Regions from separate parts of the Mus musculus genome. Here region 2 is linked to region 1. Evidence: chromatin contacts called from public Hi-C data. All regions are on one chromosome and are shown on one strand. Each heading gives the region's core, a stretch centred on a gene start, on an enhancer-like site or on the middle of the called end of the contact. The rest is flanking DNA. Distances are from core to core; before and after follow the strand shown.

Region 1 (4,421 bases), core at 825-3,324:
CATCCCATGAGGCACATGCAGATCCTATGTGGCTCCTTCCAGGCATCTGTAGGCTGAAAATGACTTATCTCTTTCTCTTCCCCAGCAAATTAATAAATTAATTACCTTATCAAATATTAATTATGTACTGATTAGCATCCAGACTCATACTGTAGTTGTTTTGAGCAGAGCTGTCTGAAAGAAGTTCTTGGGAAGGTTGTAACCGACCAGTCCCTGTACAGTCCCTAGTGCTCACCAGTCACACAAACCCTACCCTGAAGGGAATTTCCTAGGACCTATACTGACATTTTCTGTCCTAAGCCATCCTTTCAGGGTCTCCTATTCATCTTTGTGTCCACAGTGCCTGCAACTGTGCTTGGCTCCTAGCACATGCCCTGCGAATATTTGTTGACCTAAATTAAAGAGATGGGGAGATGAACAAGTCCGTCATATTGTCTTTTATTATGGGCTGAATATTTCTGGGATTTCTCCATTGAACCTCCTCTGCTAAAGCCTTCTCCTCCCCTAGTGTGATGGTTTTTGATCTGGGTAATTTGGGTTAGATGAGGTCATACTGATAGAGCTCCCACGGAGGGATTTTCGTCCTTAGAAGAAAAGGCAGTAGGCACCAGGGGGCTACTTTCTGTTTTTACTCCTGTGTTCAGGGAAGATGTGTAAACACAACCTAAACATCTACGAGGCAGGAGAAGGGGCCTTGCAATACAACCTGCCTTGCTATACTTTGCCCTTTACCAAAGTCCACAGTCCTGCTGTGTGCCTCCAGTCTGAGGTATTTTTCCAGAGCAGACTGAGACAGCTGTGTTGTGTGTGCTCAGCTCCGAGGAGGGAAGGGAAGAATCATAGCCTTGGATGAGAAGAGCCAGCTGGGGCCCTGGCTCTGGCTTCACCTACGTGACCTTGGATTCGTCTCTGCAGCTCCAGTTCCTCCTGTGAACTGGAGAGAAGACACACACTGAGAGTCTTCATAAATCTCAAGGGTTCTTAACATTTTTCCCTCCCATTATGCCGAATGACCTTCACACCACACAAGGGCATAGGGCAAGATCTGTTCTCCTACCTCTGTTGCTAGGAAACTGAAGCCCAGAGGGGTACATTTTCATTCCCAGAACAACCTCAATAGAAAATGTAGAGGGTTATGGTCAGTTGACTCAGAATTCCACGTGTGTTTCAGCCATGTTGCGTGGATAATAGCTGTGTAATCTATCAGGTTATGAATATTGGGATGTGATGGGGTGACTCCGGAGACTAGGCTGCTAGCAGTGGCCTTGTCACCTTTTCCACAGGCCCCAAATTCCAAACAACTTAAAAGAAAGGACTGCGTAATCTTCCCTTTGTCACGAAAATGGCAGAATCATCCCGGATTCTTTGTTCCCAGGGAAGAAGTAGGTTCCGTGTTATTATATTCTCTCTGCTGCTATGTTTAAAACCTGTAAGTACGCCAACGGATTCCTATGGAACGCTACAGCAACCATTAGGAGACTGTGGGTGTCAGTAGCTGTTTTATGGCTTGGAGATTAGACAGCTCTTCATCTTTTTACCTTTTTTTTTTTTAACGTGTGCTATTGTTTACAGCACAAAGTTATGATTTAAAATGCCCATGGAAGTTCCTGAATAATTCATGCATTTACCTTAGGCTGAGAGAACCATCCCTCTCTGTGCTCTATACTAGATATGGAATTCTTGTTAGACCCCCTCTTGGAGCTCGGAGGTTGTAATTATGGATAGTATTATGAACTCTAAATAGGAACTTGTGAAATAAATATTTTTAAAATGCCCGTTTCTGCGAGCCAGGCATCTGCATTTCTGTGTTTGCAGCCAGACAGAGGGCTAGCTCTTTAGCCTAATGGCTCACTTGCATCTTGATTATTTTCATTTCCACTTATTACTGCATGTTAGACTCCCTGTGTATGAGTACAGATTGCCCTTTCTTGCACTGTATTTAGAAATCTCTGCATTACCCCTGGGCATTTGTTCATTAATAGGGGGTGGGGAGAGGAAAGGCTTGTAATAATGGGCTTTACGCATTAAACCGGGCACATCCACATTCAGGCCCGGAGGAAAAATATCTGGTTTGTGTTACTGCCCCCTGGTGGTTGTTGACTTTCACTGCAGTGTCAAGGAAGCTAGTCTTCTGTGGGGGACTTTGGCTTGCAGGGGCAGCTTCCCAGAGCTGCACAGAACTGGGCACTGTCAGGCAATCATTCACACTTGATCATTGCTTTTCATTCAGGTGAACCACAAATGCCTGAGGATCTCAGGTGCAGGCCAGATTGTTGTTAAAATACAGCAATCTTTCTGGGCTGGGAGATGGGTCATTTTGTGTATAGACACAAAAACCCCCCTAGTAACATAGGGTGATGCTTAAATGAATGAATACAGTTTGTGGGGCCACCCCCACTCATCTTTCAAGAACATGGAAAAGTCCCAGTAGCACCCATTGTAATCCATGAGAAGATTTTTGGCTACATCCAGATGAACGATTCTTTTTCTTTTAATTGCTATGTGTTTACGTGTGTTAGGTAAGCTGCAGGGACTGTTTGAAACCCATGATCTCTGAACCTTGCCGTTTAAGTGAAGATCAGAAAATGACAGATACGCTTGCAGCTGCGTTCTGTGCTGGGCTGCGTCTTCTGTCGGTCTGTAGGCAGAAACACAGGGCAGCATGGCTGTGTCCTTGGTGAATGACCTTGGACTGTAAACCACTCTAAGCATGGGTTTCCTGATTTAAAAAAAAAAAAAAAAAAGACATAAAAACAGTGACTGCCTCTTAGGGAGTTCTGTGATCCATCCGGTGTGCTGTGTATATAACATGTCTGTCACAGCACAGGTGCTCTGTCAATTCCAGATTCTTCCTACTTGTCTCTTCACACCCCAGGACACCTCTCTCAGAGCCTGCCTCTCCACATTCCCATAATGCTTTGCTTGCAACACTCACTTCATCAGACCCATTATAAGAGTTTCTGTGCTGTTTCTGCCTCTTGGTGATGAATGAGATCTTCTTGGCTTTGCTCACCTCCCCCTCTTCCCTGTGGCATTCCTTGGCACAAAGCAGCCGCTCTGAGCACGCCGGTCCTGTGAATTAAACCCCAGTGCAACATAACTATATGTAGCATTTCCCCATCCTCCCACACATGCAATGACTGTCATGCATCTGATTAAGATAGCACCTATACCTTCACCCCCTTGTCTCCAAGTTCCCATGGTCTGAGGTTGGAGTCTCAGAGAGGAAAATAGGCCACTGATGCCTGGCATTTTCCTAGTATTCACATAATATCTTATCTTACCAATGAATATGGATTTGTCATATTAATGTATATATATATATATATATATATATATATATATATATATATATATATCAGTTCTGTATAGGAGAAATGGAAAGCAGTGGAAATTTTTTAATACAGCAGTCGGACCAGGATAGATCTATTCCAGGGACAAAGAGCCTTTGCGTTCAGACAGGTAGATTTATAAGCCTTGCCCCAGTTTAGTCTGTATAAAATGGCCTTTGGCGTGATATGATCAGAGACCCCATGGGGAGGAGGAAGGGGACATAGGGACTCTTTCATTTCAGCGGCAAGCGTATGGAGCCTGGAGCTGGGTTTGTCGTTGCCCACAGAACCCAGTGTGTTTGCCTTTCAATTTCCCCTTGATTGGTCTCTGCTCTGCATGATTCTAGGTTCCTTGGACTCACCCGAATGGAGCCTCCCGGCCAGTCCCTTAAAGACAACAGAGGGCTGCCTGCTCAAGGTTGGGCCACCGAGGCACTGTTCATTTGAGGCTTGGAGAGATAACAGCTTTCATGTCCGCCCAGAAAGCTGCGAGCCTCCAGCACCTCAGGAGCGGAGATGAAAGGCCATTTGTGTTTGTGCATGTACGTTTAGTGCACTTAAAGGACGGGGACAAGAAAGAAAATAGATTCTACTGCTCTGCACTCCCTTCCAAATGTGACTTACTCCCTCTGGTGGGGCCATTTAACTCCAAAGGCGCAGCCCCTCCCCTGGTGCCCCCCCCCCCCCAAGCTCCCCACCCCCAACACAAGCACAGCGGCCCATGTGACATCTGTTCTGGGCACCACAGAGCCATCTTCCCGTTGCCATGGCAGCTGGCGGAGCAAGCCCGCCCACTGGCTGCTAGTGGAGGAGGGAGAAAAGGCCCGCAGTGTCAGGTCCTGCGCCCTGCAGCCCTGCCAGTGAGCAGCTGGGCCGTGAGCACAGTCACCCATGGTGGCCACGAGGACCCCACTTGAGCTGTGTGCACTGCACTGGCGGGTTGGAGCTGAGGTCAAGGTCATTCATTTCTGCCTCAAGTGGGAGGCAGGCCAGTGAAGGACAAAGGTGGTTGTGCTCTGCAGAGTGGGCTGATGTCTGCTCTGGGCTGTAGTACTTTGTAAAACTGGGATTCAAAATCAGAGATGGCCC
Region 2 (3,994 bases), core at 1,374-3,873, 330 kb before region 1:
TGTTTCAATACAAGGCTAGACACAGGCTATTTAATATAATGCATTGTTTTCCAGTGGAGGAGAGTGGAAGTTATTGATGCATTACAAATGCAGGCAAATGCATCTCATAAGCCAAGGGGTAGGTAATAACAATTGCAGAAGACTAAATTTGACTTTAATCCCCTGAAGAATGGCATGCGCGCAGCTTAAAATGATAAAAGCTAGAGGGGGTGGGGAAAGAGGAGAGAGAGATGGGAGGGCAAGAAGGAGGCTGAGGGAGATGCTCAGGGGAGGGTTGGAGACAAACAGAGAGAGATGGAGAGAGAAGGGAGAGCTGATTTTTCCTCTTGGGATTGTGCACTTCTTGGTTAGGAAATAAAGTGGAAATGGAAAGAAAAAGATTAAAAAGATCTTGTTTTGGTAAGCAGCACCCTGCTTGGCAGGGTCTGTTTTTTGCAGCAGGCCTGGCGTCATGCGCAGTCAAGCGGCTTGGAGTGGTTTAAAAATCTTCCAATCCCTTAGATAATCCCAGAGGCAGAGAAAAAGAAACTCTGGGTCCATGAGTGTATAGGGCCTGGTCAGTGTCCCTCTCCCGGGGTCTCTGGGAGCCTGGCTACAGTGGATGTGGGTTAGAATTCCTCACCATGGAGAATGATATTTTCGATGTAGAGGTGCCCTGTGAACTCTGGTAGGGAGACTGAATGATGGAGATGCAAGGCTCTCTACTGCCATCTGAGACATAAAAGTGACTTTAGAGTAAATAAGCACAATAGTCTTGTCCAGGACTGTGTGGGGACATGGTCCTTTAATCTCAGCACCTAGAGCAGAGGCAGGTGGATCTCTGGAGTTGGGGGCCAGCCTGGTCTACATGGTGAATTATAGGTCATCCAGGGCTAGAGAGTGAGACCCTGTGTCAACAGAAATTCCCAAACCCATACTGAGCCCCATTATAACTGACCAGGGAGTTGAAATTCTAGGTGAAGAATCATGTGATAAGGAGCCTCTTAAGCCCTGGTAGTCTACTCCTTGGTGGAACGGGATCTAAAGTCTGCCATACTTATCGGGGATGCATTGATACTCCCATGCACCTCTTTCTTTACACTTGTACTCAGCTTAGGAGGGACTCATTGTATTCCCCTTGGAGAGAGGAGGAAACTAGGGTACAGCTGATGGCGGCGGATGGGAGCTTCAGACCTCGGTGCACAGAATCTGCTTACTGCATTTAGTCACCGAAGGTGTTTCTTCTGGGGTGAGCAGAAGTTTGTTTTCCTTTCCACTCCCATCCACTGAGCGGTCCCTGGTGATGCTGTGCCCGATGTTGGCTTTCCATTATCAACACAAGTCACATTTGCCTGGTTTATAGATGTGTTTGCAGGGCACCATCTGCCTTCCCTGGTGATCCAGTGACAAACAGAGGGAGAAAGAAGATTGGCACCAGAAGAACTTCCTGGAGCAGCTTTGGAACGGTGGCAGCCAAGTGTATCCAGCTTGGGTCATGGAGCACAGAGTCCCTGGTCATAGCTGCCTGAAGTCACTGACTGTGAGCCACTCAGAGATAAACAAATGGACCCACTCAGTAGAACACACGGTGCCTGTATCACCCCATCTAAGTGCTTCGGATGGCTGAATGCTAAGGGGAGCCAGTGATTTCACTTCTCTAGGCTTACCCCGATGTAGTAGGCCCTCACTCAACATCTGCTAACTATCTGATCTGACAGCACTCAGCCTGGTGCTGATGCTGCCAGTCCATGTCTAGGGAACTGCTTAGCCTGCAGAGAGAAATCCTTTTCATTTGGAAGAATGAACTTGACCATTTGCCTATGACTATGGGGAAGGTAGACCTCGTGGCCTAGAGTCTCACTCCCTTGCAAGTTGGCATGTATTTTTGTATTTTGTGTCTCCTGGCTGTTCACTCATGAGGAATGATAGGGCCATTGTTTGGTCCTGGTTTCCTTCTGGGAAGCGACCTCCTATCCAGGATAGACACACACTTAGGATGCTTTAAAGAGAGATTAGCTAAACTAGAGCAAACAAAATGCACAGCATGCCCTGAACTGGGGTAGATAAGTTTCTTGTCTTCCTGAGAGCCCGTTCTATGGGTGGCAACTTAATTTTCTTCATCATACAAGCTTGGAAAACATCAGAGGTATCTTTGTCCTCTCTTGTGACTCCCACACCCAATCTGTCCTAGTGAGTTTGAGTCTCAAAGCATGTGTAAGGCTGGCTCAGGTCTTCCTGTCTCTTATCTGATCTGAGCAGTTACAGAAGCCCCTCATTGCTATTCTTGCCCCTAGCTTTCCAATATCTTTAATGAGTAGCCGTTTTTTTAAACTGTGCTCACCAAGCCTTAGGCTCTCTCAGCCCAGTGTTAAGACCTCACCCTTCAGTGAAGGATCAAACAGAGTCTGGATGAGGCTCGTGGGCACTCAGTACTATCCAACCAGTTCTAAGTTCTCATTTAAAATATTTTTAGAGGTCTGAGAAACGAAAAAAGGCTCTATTTTTAAAAGCTGTTTTCGGACTTTTGGGTGAGATTTCACTTAAAGAAATCTGTGGCTCAGATTTCTGGAGGCATTGTGTTAAGTGAATGAGCCAGGCTCGGAAAGACAAAAACCCCACATGTTCTCACTTAGATATAGACTCTTTAAGGTGATTTCACAGAAGGATAGAATAGAATTGCAGCTCTGAGGGGCTGGGAAAGAGGACGGCTAGGGGGGAGGAAGAAGAGACAATTGGGCAGGAGGGATAAGTTTTGGTGTTCTATAGCACAGCAGGGTAACTATGTTAACAATTCAGTGAATGTTTCAAAGTAGCCAGTGGAGAGGATTTTGAGTGGGTTCAACACAAAGAAGTGATAAGTGTCTGAGGGGAAGGGATATTCGGATAACCTTGATCTGAATTTTGCTACACATTGTATTTGTATACTGAAGTATCACATTGCACTTTACAAAGATGTACAATAATAATAATAATAATAATAATAATAATAATAATAAAACATGTTGCGGTTATAAAATCTCCCCACAGGCTTGCGTTTTGAGTGCATCCTGAACACTTCCTGTGACAGATGCTACTTTGGGAAGTGGTAGAAACTTGAGGAGATGTGGCTTATACTTGGGGCTGTGTCTTGCCCTGGACCCTTCCTGGGTTTCTCCACTATTTCCTGTTCCCCTGTTCTGCAAATTCCTTTTCTGCCGCTTATCTGCAAAGAGCAGGGTTAGGTCCTCAACAGTTCTTGCTGCTAGGATGCTTTGCCCAAGGTGACTGCAGTCTCTGGGCTGTAGGCTCCAACGTGGCTCTGCTCCCATGGCTTGCTTTGCTTGGGTATTTCATCACAGCAAAAGTCACTGAAAGGGAAGGCAGCAGAAATCTGCCATTAAGAGGTTTGAAAAGGAGTATTGTCCCAAATAAAAGACACTACTGAGCAGGCTGTGAGCTGTGAGGCACAGCCTTAGTCTAGTCTTGAAGTTTGGTCGTACTAATGTGATTCTGTTGGTTCTCAAGGCGTAGTAGGACCTAGGACACTGGGCTTCCTTCAAACCAAGGGTAAGAAACAATGGGACTGAGGGAATGAGTGAAGGGCAGGATTGGGAAGGCTCACGTTGTTTCTTGGAGGCTTGTTAACAAGACGTCAGAAAGATAGACCTTGGAAGGGTCTGTGCTGAAGCTAAGCTTCATCAGGGAGTCCTTTTGACACCCCACTACACATGTCCTGCGGTCGATGTGTGAATATGCTTCACGGAAGTTCACAAAGGGAAGCCATTTCTAGAGAAGTCTCACCCTGTTTGTGTTTCACAAGCAAAATCCAGCGTGACAGAAGCTCAGTTCAAAGTTGACCTGGACATGAAGGATTTGTGGCCACACTGCCTGCTCTCTGGGATGGAGAAGGGTCCCATCAGATAGGGGTAGGTGTGTGCCGCCACCAGCTGTGGCTGAGGTGGTACCTCTGCTCTCCAGGGAAGGGAAGTTGAGTCTGAGAAAGTTGTGGTATCTGTTTGGGAGGATTTACTGATTT

What was found. Hi-C and Micro-C count contacts between places; a contact is called where the count stands out from the background.
Region 2: a contact with region 1 is called in a Hi-C map of cerebral cortex, with 4 times the contacts expected there. The contact joins two enhancer-like sites. A contact is called at or near these places in 2 of 15 datasets of contacts at CTCF or cohesin (the NIH/3T3 cell line and large pre-B cells), 20 of 484 Hi-C or Micro-C datasets (B cells, the G1E-ER4 cell line, LSK cells and 12 more), 10 of 115 datasets of contacts at active chromatin or transcription factors (SST interneurons, T-cell acute lymphoblastic leukemia, VIP interneurons and 7 more) and 1 of 9 other capture datasets (embryonic stem cells).

What each region holds. Positions count from the first base shown.
Region 1 is chr14:64,199,669-64,204,089 of GRCm38.p6, reverse strand. The region is part of intron 5 of Msra (methionine sulfoxide reductase A); the gene reads left to right. Gm52129 (a long non-coding RNA gene) reads right to left here. Exons shown (of 3, transcript XR_003951176.1): 1 at 3,695-4,421; 2 at 2,936-3,072; 3 at 1-934. Among named protein-coding and RNA genes, the nearest start is that of Gm52129, 2.5 kb to the right of the region's middle. Within about 2 kb of position 2,074, at least 38 of the 459 cell types and tissues checked have an H3K27ac peak or open chromatin away from gene starts, as enhancers often do. A contact at or near this core is called in cerebral cortex, where this site is marked.
Region 2 is chr14:64,529,945-64,533,938 of GRCm38.p6, reverse strand. No RefSeq gene overlaps it. Among named protein-coding and RNA genes, the nearest start is that of Mir124a-1hg, 56 kb to the left of the region's middle. Within about 2 kb of position 2,623, at least 10 of the 459 cell types and tissues checked have an H3K27ac peak or open chromatin away from gene starts, as enhancers often do. A contact at or near this core is called in cerebral cortex, where this site is marked.